2 separate regions of the Mus musculus genome follow, and region 2 is linked to region 1. Evidence: chromatin contacts called from public HiChIP or PLAC-seq data. All regions are on one chromosome and are shown on one strand. The core of a region is the stretch at or near the end of the contact, and the rest is flanking DNA. Distances in the headings are between cores, read along the strand shown. Region 1 holds the start of Ppargc1a (peroxisome proliferative activated receptor, gamma, coactivator 1 alpha). Region 2 has its middle 230 kb from the start of Ppargc1a.

Region 1 (4,542 bases), core at 1,183-3,682:
AAGGTAGAGGACAGAGTGGCTGTTTTAAGCAGATCATTAGCTTCATGGATGTGCTGGGTTAGTTTCTTTTCTTTTCTTTTCTTTTCTTTTTTTAAAGTAGAATTAGGTGGCAAAAAAAGAAAGAAAGAAAGAAAGAAAGAAAGAAATTATCTTTTCAAAGCAAAGAAAAAGAAAATCCTGCCACAATTCAGTGTGAGCAAGTTAAGATATCAAAACAATAATGCAGAGTTATCTAGTGCAAGCAACCATCTGTAAGAAGAGGTGTGCATGAGGTTTGAAAAAGTATGGTGGATGCCTAATGGATGACAAAGAGAAACCAAAGTATCAGTTACCATCAGGATGCCAGGATTGCTTGATAATGATGAATAAACATCGACTCTTTATAGCTAAGTGGCCAGCATTATTTCACAGTTGACTGTGTGGAAAGTAGAGCCCATGACCTTTGTCCTGAATTTTAATAGTTTACTGAAGTTTTACATTAAGTAAAAATCTAATTGGCAAGAAAAATTAGTGTTTCTTTGTGGGAGTACAGAGTAAGGCTACTAATTGCATGTAGAAAATGATCCCAGGGTTGTCTCTCTCTCTCTCTGAATTAGAAAATTAAATGAATAATACCTTTCTGATGTTTGGAAGAGGACAGTTGTAGCAGTGAAGTATATTCACCTAATTTAGAATGTCAAAGCTGTTGGCCATCTTGTTCTGTTCACTTATTGACAAACTGTCGATTTCATTACCATATTCCCTGTCTACTAGTTGTGGACATCCAAGCAAACAGACCCCTTATACGGGGTCTGAAGCAAACAGCAAGCTTGTGGGCTTTGTGTGTGTGTGTGTGTGTGTGTGTGTGTGTGTGTGTGTGTGTGTGTGTGCACGCTCGCTGCATTTCTTTCTTTCACTTTACTGTATTAGTAACTGACTATATAAAGTCAGACTGAGAGAAGTCACCAATGTTTTCCTTCTAAGGGGAGAGAAAATAAAGAGCACATTAAATTAACCTCAGTGGAATAGGAGTTTAAATGAATGGTGCTTTATAAATTATATTTAGATGCATAGGGACTTTTTTCTTCTTCTAAATTACTGTCAAGTAAAGGAAATGAGCTGGTTTTTGAGTCTGTGGGGTTTGAGGTATTGTGAAAATATGTTTTCAAAGGTCCCCTGTGCATTTCTCACTGGGCCTGGAAGGGTTAAGTCTGAGCACCCAAGTGTTATGGAAAGTGCTGAGAGTTGGTTATGTCCTCTGTCTGTAATGTCACAGGAAAAACAGTGGCACCTGCATTACCCCTCATTGACTCAGGAACGACAAAAAAGTATTAGTAAGCAAAGCTCAAGAAATGAGTATCTCTGCTGATACCATTTCAGTGTTTTTCCTTCATTCCCTGGACATTCTTGATTTCAAAAACAAACTGTACAGCCCAAGGCACTAGGGTTGGAGTCCAATGTTTATTCAAAAAGGCACCCTGAAGCCATGAGGAAGACTGTGCTACATATGAGAAAAGAAATAAGGGGTGGGGGCAGGTGAGTAGCTAAGCTGTTTCAGGGATGGCAGCAGCAATTGTATTTTCTAGCATTTGTTTTCTGGGAGCCTATGAGATCCACGGAAAGAATCATGAGGGGGAACCCAAGAGTCTAGGGTGTTGTGGCTTGCTTGCTTTACAAGGAGCAAGGCAAACTGCAGTAACAGTTTAGGAGACTGCATTCTCTACTGCCAAGGAGACAGCTGATTTGGGGTAGAGAAATTTGTTTAGACCTAAACAAATGTGGCGGTTTTGTTGACTAAACATGGAAAGAAAGAAAGAAAGAAAGAAAGAAAGAAAGAAAGAAAGAAAGAAAGAAAGAAACAAAGAAAGAAAGAAAGAAAGGAAGGAAGGAAGGAAGAAAGGAAGAAAGGAAGGAAGGAAGGAAGGAAAGAAAGGAGAGAGAGAAAGAAAATCGGGGGTGTTGCCTTCAAACACTCCTCTAATAGGGAGGGAAAAAAAAGAATCTCATGAAAATGTATCACATGAGGAGCGCTTGCTTCAGTTCCAAGCTGAGTCTGGGGCTACTTGGAAACCATTTCTTAAAGCACACACATTTTAGGCAAGGGTGTAGTTACTGTGTCAGTAACAGGGGATCTTTGCTATTTGCCTGTTTTGGATGGAAAATAAATTTAAAAAAAAAAGATTGCAGGAGATTTGAGTTATTATGTGAGCAGGGCTCCGGTTTAGAGTTGGTGGCATTCAAAGCTGGCTTCAGTCACAGTGTGATGCTTGAAGCCTCCCAAAGGCCAAGTGTTTCCTTTTCTTTCTTCTATTTTTTTTTTCCTCTCTCTCTAAGCGTTACTTCACTGAGGCAGAGGGCTGCCTTGGAGTGACGTCAGGAGTTTGTGCAGCAAGCTTGCACAGGAGAAGGGAGGCTGGGTGAGTGACAGCCCAGCCTACTTTTTAATAGCTTTGTCATGTGACTGGGGACTGTAGTAAGACAGGTGCCTTCAGTTCACTCTCAGTAAGGGGCTGGTTGCCTGCATGAGTGTGTGCTGTGTGTCAGAGTGGATTGGAGTTGAAAAAGCTTGACTGGCGTCATTCGGGAGCTGGATGGCTTGGGACATGTGCAGCCAAGACTCTGTATGGAGTGACATAGAGGTGAGCTGGGGCTGAGTATTGCAGGACCGGAGCTTCTCTCAGATGCAATGATTCCTGGAGGGGGGGGGGGATGGGCTAGGGGAGAGGAGGGGACATAGAAAGTGGCTCAGCGGGAGCTTTTGGAGGGGGAAATCTCCATCTTATCTTAACTCCAATAAGTTTGCTATTTTAAGGTGGCTCGGAGATGCCTTGAGCAAATCAAAGCTTAGCTGCTGTCATCAGTATCTGTAGCAGTTAGAAACTCTTTCCATGTGCCTTTGGCTCTGTTTCTACTCATATGCAATATTTATGCTCTAAGATATTGATATGAATCAGGAGCTGAAGTCTTTCCAGTGTTCAGTGGCCTGCTTGGAAAAATGCCATTTCTATTTATAAGAAAATGAAGATAAACATTAAAATGAATTGTGTTAAAAAGAGAGTCCGTTTTGACTCTCGTCAGGATTTATCTTTTCCGCCCTCCTCTCTCTGTTCATTAAACAGAGAATTTACAAGACCCTAAATATTCCTGCTGGGTCTGAGTTAGGTTGCTTTTCCCACAGAACACAAAACGACAGTGCTGTTTCCTTTAAAACACTTGTGTGCGGCTGAAAGGGTTGGCTAGCGAGTTAAAAAAAAAAAAAAAAATCCCAGCCTTAAGAGACCAAAGCTTTCTGTTTGCTTCTGTGGCGAGAAACCGAACGGTTAAATCTCTCTACCACGGAGAGCTGCCTGAAGCCGGGAGAGAATGGAGTTTATGCAGACCGTGTGTGGAGCAGCTCACTGCTTGTGTAAAAATAGACCGCAATACATCAATTCCACAGTCTCTGCTGGCTACAATTCATACAGGGGAGGAAAAAACACAAGCAGTTTCCCCGTAATCTCTGGAGTCTAGCTGGGGCCAGAGGACTTCAGCGTGTTTGCATTCAGTACAATGGAATGTTCTCGGGGAAAGTTTGAGCAAGTTGGAAAACAAGTGAAACTTTTGTGGACTCTGGTGAGATGGACCCGAATTGAATTGCGCGGAGGATCGGAGCTGCTAACTAACAATGGTGCTTCCTCCCGGTAGCGGGGGCACGTAGGGTAAGGGGGAGGGTCAAGTGCCACACGTGATTTGATTAAATAAGATGTCCGTGTGGTGCAGTGATACACATCTAAAGTGAAAATGATTTGGCGAGGCCGCCTGCGAATGCATTTTTCCTATCTAGCCAGGCGTGCCCTGGGTCCTTAACTCTTTGCTGGGTCTGCAGATGTTGGCTCCGTTTGCTTTCCCTAGGCTTTGGCAGATCGGATTTGCAGGTTATAATTATTGTTATCTTGTGATTTCTTGGCAAGGCAGAATAGATATAGATAATTCATGTGTCCCTTGGCTATTGAAGTCAGAGTTCTAAGTGGATTCAAAGTCCTAATTGTTGGAGTAGCCAGCGTAACCCGTGGGTGGTTGTCTGGCTGGCACCATAGCTCTCTTCGAATCACTTTCATTTTTACCTCTTGGATCGTTCCGAAACTGCTCAGAGACTGAAGAGCTGTGATCTAAAGGAGATGAGGAAGATTTGCCTTAGTCAGAATTCCTGTGATTGTTTGCAAATAAACGCCATAGCCATTTATAACCATGGCTTTAAGTTTGTTCTTTCTTTGTTTTTCTTAAGGAGTTGGGGATAGGGGCTCAGCGTCCAGCCTTAGATTGAGTCTCAGTTAGTGCGGCATAGTAGACAGCCAGCTGCTAGAAACCCGTGCCTTCGAGCCTGTGGCTCTGGGAATCATTCCTGCCTGTCGAAATATTACAAGCAGCAGGTAGTGTGGGCAGCTTCCATTTTTTTGAATCATTAATGCTTGCTGTCATCTTCAAACCTATTATGTCCTTTCACACATAATGACAGGACAGTGTATTGGTTAATAAAAACCCAAACCACCAGAGCTACTCAGAGTCTCCTGGTATTTCACAGCT
Region 2 (4,542 bases), core at 917-3,416, 230 kb before region 1:
GAGACCTGGAGAAAATGCTTCAAACCAATCCCGACAGAGCAATGCTATTCTTACCATACATGAGGGAAGACAGAGAGACTCAGGTCAAAGCAGGACATGAAAGTATTTCCCAGGCCAAACAAGTTGCATCGGTGTCCAGCCTTGACTCTGACTCATGGGTGATGTCATACATCTCTCCATTGCATCTCACGAAGATGTCCCATCTCTTTATTATGGATACACAGTTCTTCATAGTGAGGCTTTCTTTCTGTGCATATCTTTTACCATGGTATATGCTATCCACATCATTCTGTACTGCTATCACCTTGACTCAATTACTGTGAAAATCTTATGTAATGTGAGGTATGGCTGCCCAAGAGTCAAACATGGAGAGTAAGGTGGGAGGGAACACGAACTTTGGTGCGTAAGATGACTGGAAAGACCCTTGATGAGGTAATTACTTGGGCTTCATAGATTTTGGTGCACAAATTAGAAGCATCTAGTCACATTTGTAGCTTGGTACCATCAGGTAGTACATGTCCACCTTGGTTACTAGTTGAGAGGAGTCCTTCTGGATAGCTGCAACTTTCAGAGTGAGTAGAACAATCAATTCTTGCAGTCTCCAGATGGTTATCACCTGTTTTGTTGGCCCACTGTGGAGCAATCAGAACAGGGGGAATGTGTGTCTTATATGAAACCACCACCATTATCTCTGTCCTCTGCATGTGCTAATTTTGTATGCATACGAATGAGCACACTTGTGCTTCTATGCATACCCAGGAAAACACACACACACACACACACACACACACACACACACACACACACACACACACACACACACATACGCACATACACGCACACACACACACACACACACACACACACACACATTTACCAAAGATATTAGCCCTTTCCATTTGAAAGTTGAGACAGGTCAGAGAGCTAGATTATATTCTTAGCTCTATCTGAATTCACATTATTTCATGATATATTATCCTGAGTTCTTCTTGTACTGGTTTCTCAAATTCCAGCTGAGTAGTATTTAGCTCTGGGCTTTTGGAAGGGCTGTTCTTTCTGGTGGCTTCCATCTGGTTAATTCTCTAATCTATTAGGACTGGCTCCTTCCCATTTAACTGCCTTCTTGAAGTCTTGTCTAAGTCTGCATTGAGAATCAGATCTTTTTCCTCTTCAGACTTGTGATGCATCTGAACAGCAGAGCATACCTTTTAAGATTGCCACATTGTACAGTTAGGTCACAGGCTAGTTCCGAGTTGCTTAGGCACAGGAACCACACTCTCAAGTCTTTTCTTTCCCAGCATCTTGTGGTACGAAGTCCAGGCACATTTATTGAGTGATTGGATTAAGATTCAGTGTAGCAGGGTGTAAGCTAGTGTTGAAAATAGTGATAAGCAAGGACTCATGCTGTATCCTCTCGCTCTTTAATTAACTTATTTTTATTTAGAGCTGTGTAATGCCATTTTCATGCGAGTGTGCATAATGTACTTTGAGTATATTACCCTTTGTCCCCTGACTCTGCCCTCCTTTCCTGATCTTCCCTTCTTTTCCCAATAGCTTCCCCTTCCTCAGCAGACCGGTTAGCTACTAGCATGCACCGGAAACTTTTACCGCTAACACCTCGTGCCTAAAAATGAGAGAAAACATATATTTGTCTTGCTGAGGCTCGATGTGATTATCTCCATTTCTTTTCCCTCCTTTGTTGTGTTTGGACACAGATTCATAAACGTCCTTTCAAAAAAAATCTTTCTGCTAAATGTGAACTACACTGTACCATTTTTAAACCTAAGTCCTAAAAGTGAGAATAAAGGCATCATGAGTTCAGAGTACAGAAGGGGAGAGACAGACCCTGGAATATAGTGCAAGCAAGTAGCTGCAGAAAAGTTTTCCACACAAGAAACTAAACTTTACCTGGATGGAAGCATGTAAGTGTGGCTATCTGCTTCTCTCTGGCTGTCTCAGTCCCTGTGTGGGCTAAGAAGCTAGAACATCTTGGAACACCTTCCTCCCCACCCAACCCATCCATGAAATTATTCCAATACTTTGGTTTTTCTCTAAACTTCCTGGCCCAGAACAAAGTGCTCTAGGAGGGAGGCCTTTCTTGTTGCTTCCTGACTTGGCTTGAAGTCAGACAGAACAGAAGAACCTCACAAATAGGTCTGCCCTTGCCGGACAGCCAGCCAAATTGTGAGGACTTGCTATGCTGGTTGAAACTCAAGTCCTAAGCACAGTGCCACAGGGAGCCCAGACTTGCAGCGATCTTGCTACTCTCCCTAACCCCTGCCCTTCCTCTCTTTTCTCATGACTGTTCCACGTCTTTGAGTCAGCGTCAGATACACGCTCTTCCCAGGCACACTGTATTGGAGTCTTGCTAAAACAAAGTTCTCAGGAACAAAGGGAACTTGAGTTCAGGGTTAAGATGCTAAAATGAGATTGTTCTCACTGGCAGTAAATTGGTATGCCGCTCTCACCGCTGCCACAGATAAAATTAACCATGCGTTGCAGTCATTGCAATAGGTGGTGTCATCAAAGCTTATTTGTAATGAAAATATGATGTTTCAGACCTAAACTCAGGAGTATAATGGATGTAGGACCATATGGTCCCCTCCCACGCAGGGCTGTGGAGAGGAGATGCTATTTAAAATATATAGCTGTGGATGAGGCTGTGGTGTACTCTTCTCTTGTGTCATTCCGGGCTGTTCGGAAGGAGCAGAGGGCACAGGTGACTGTCCTGGCAGCGTAGCTGCTGGGGTTGAACTAGTATCGTCCGCATCTCTCACTCAGTGGTGCTTGTCCACACTCAGTGTTTCCTACAGATTCCATTTTCCCCATGGCTGTGTCCAGATAAGGCTCATTCTGAGACCTGTCACTGCCCACCAGCTCCTGAGGGCGGGCTTGGCTACTATCCTAACTTGTTGGAGAAACAGCACTAGAGGGAAGAAGTTTCCCTCCAATCTAGAGGTCCTTGTTTTTTTCTGGGCAGGATTTTCTTGGTCACAGCAAATCCCACAGGGACTGACTATTGGCATGTGACTGGAAGCCCTGGCATTTCAGATACACTGGGGTCCTAGTGATATAATGCTGACTTCTGCAGTCCTCTGGCCAGGAACATAGTCCCCTGCTCTTTGGGAATAAGGCAGAGTATACCAGAATGGTGACCTGTGTGCTCAATTCCTTCATGTGTGTTGTTGCAGGGAAGCTGAGCACAGAAGAGCCCGATGACCTAGTTTGACCCTGGCTTTGCTATATAGTTCACTCAGGTGGCTAGAATGGAATACCAAAGTCTGGGAGCAGCCAAAAAAAAAGTATCTCTTATCTTCTGGAGATGGAGACACCCAGAGCACAGTCATTTCTTCTTGCTGTGCCTTCTTGCTGTGTTCTTCCATGGTGAAAAAGAAGATCCGTCTCTCTCGGGTCTCTTTAATAGTAAGGAATCCCGTTCATGGGGCCTCTGGCCCTATAGCTGACAGGCTTCAAGAAAACTTAACTTGATGTGATTGTTACCGAAAAGAGGCTAGAATGAGGGGTTTCTAGAGTCAATTAACTGATGGCTGAGAGTGGGGGTGGGGTTAGAACCACTCTTACTATGGACAGTGCCATCCCTTGGACTTTGAAACAAGAAGGTATGAAAATGAGGAAGGGAACTAGACAGCATCATTCATCTCTCTCCACTTCCTGACTGTGGGTGCGACGTGGCCAGTTGCCATCCATACACACCTGCCGCCCTGCCTTTACCACTAAGATGAACAAAGCTACTACCACAACCTGTGAGCCAACATAAACTCTTTTTTCCTTAAGTTGCTTTTGCCAGATATTTTCATTCTCTTAGAGGAATGAGAAAAAAAAAGTGAATTTACTCTCTAGTACCCTGTGAGTTAGGATTTCAGCTTATAAATATTGGAGTGGTGGTGGATGTATTCAGGCTCTGGCAGCCATTTAATAGCTGTGTGACCACTCATACATCTTTACTTTTCCAGAATCTCGATTTTCTCATGTATGAAAAGGGGACAACATTCATGTTCAAAGTCATTAGAGGGAAACATGAGATATTGTTTATAAAGGAGGGGGTCAGTAAACCTTGATTGGGAGCCTGGAGCTGTTGCCTCTTTGGGGAGCCAAGGAGTAAGGAGTGTGTCTGAACCAGCCCTACTCCATCCCTTCTGGGTGGCTTGGATGGGGAGGAACTGGTGATGGGGTCTGGAGTCTGTTTCTTCAGTCCTCCAACTGGCTGAATCCAGAATGTCCAATGTATTCATACCGACATACACTTACACGCTTTCACAGAGTTGTTTACAAAGATTACACATAACACACACACACACACACACACACACACACACACACAAGCCCTGAAACATTACAAGCTTTTCGATTTGTATTTATTTTTGCCTGTGAGAAGTTTTGTTTGCTTACTGGCTCTAGCTACCTGGCATTGGTTCTTATATTGTTCTCAGGCTTGTTGGAGTATCATTTGTCCCAGGGATATTTGGAACCTATGAAAGGTACGTAAACCAGGCAATGTCTTTCAGATGGACACATGGGGTG

The links. HiChIP or PLAC-seq counts read pairs in DNA pulled down with a chosen protein or histone mark.
Region 2: an H3K27ac HiChIP or PLAC-seq map of neural progenitor cells shows a contact between it and region 1, with 5 times the contacts expected there. The contact joins the enhancer-like site here to the promoter of Ppargc1a in region 1. A contact is called at or near these places in 2 of 484 Hi-C or Micro-C datasets (cerebral cortex and nephron progenitors) and 5 of 115 datasets of contacts at active chromatin or transcription factors (PVALB interneurons, astrocytes, neural progenitor cells and 1 more).

Annotation. Positions count from the first base shown.
Region 1 is chr5:51,551,811-51,556,352 of GRCm38.p6, reverse strand. Ppargc1a (peroxisome proliferative activated receptor, gamma, coactivator 1 alpha) reads left to right here and starts at 2,432. Exons shown (of 13, transcript NM_008904.2): 1 at 2,432-2,618. The coding sequence starts at 2,571.
Region 2 is chr5:51,781,370-51,785,911 of GRCm38.p6, reverse strand. It overlaps a transcript of Ppargc1a not described here. Among named protein-coding and RNA genes, the nearest start is that of Ppargc1a, 230 kb to the right of the region's middle. Within about 2 kb of position 2,166, at least 20 of the 459 cell types and tissues checked have an H3K27ac peak or open chromatin away from gene starts, as enhancers often do. A contact at or near this core is called in cerebral cortex and neural progenitor cells, where this site is marked.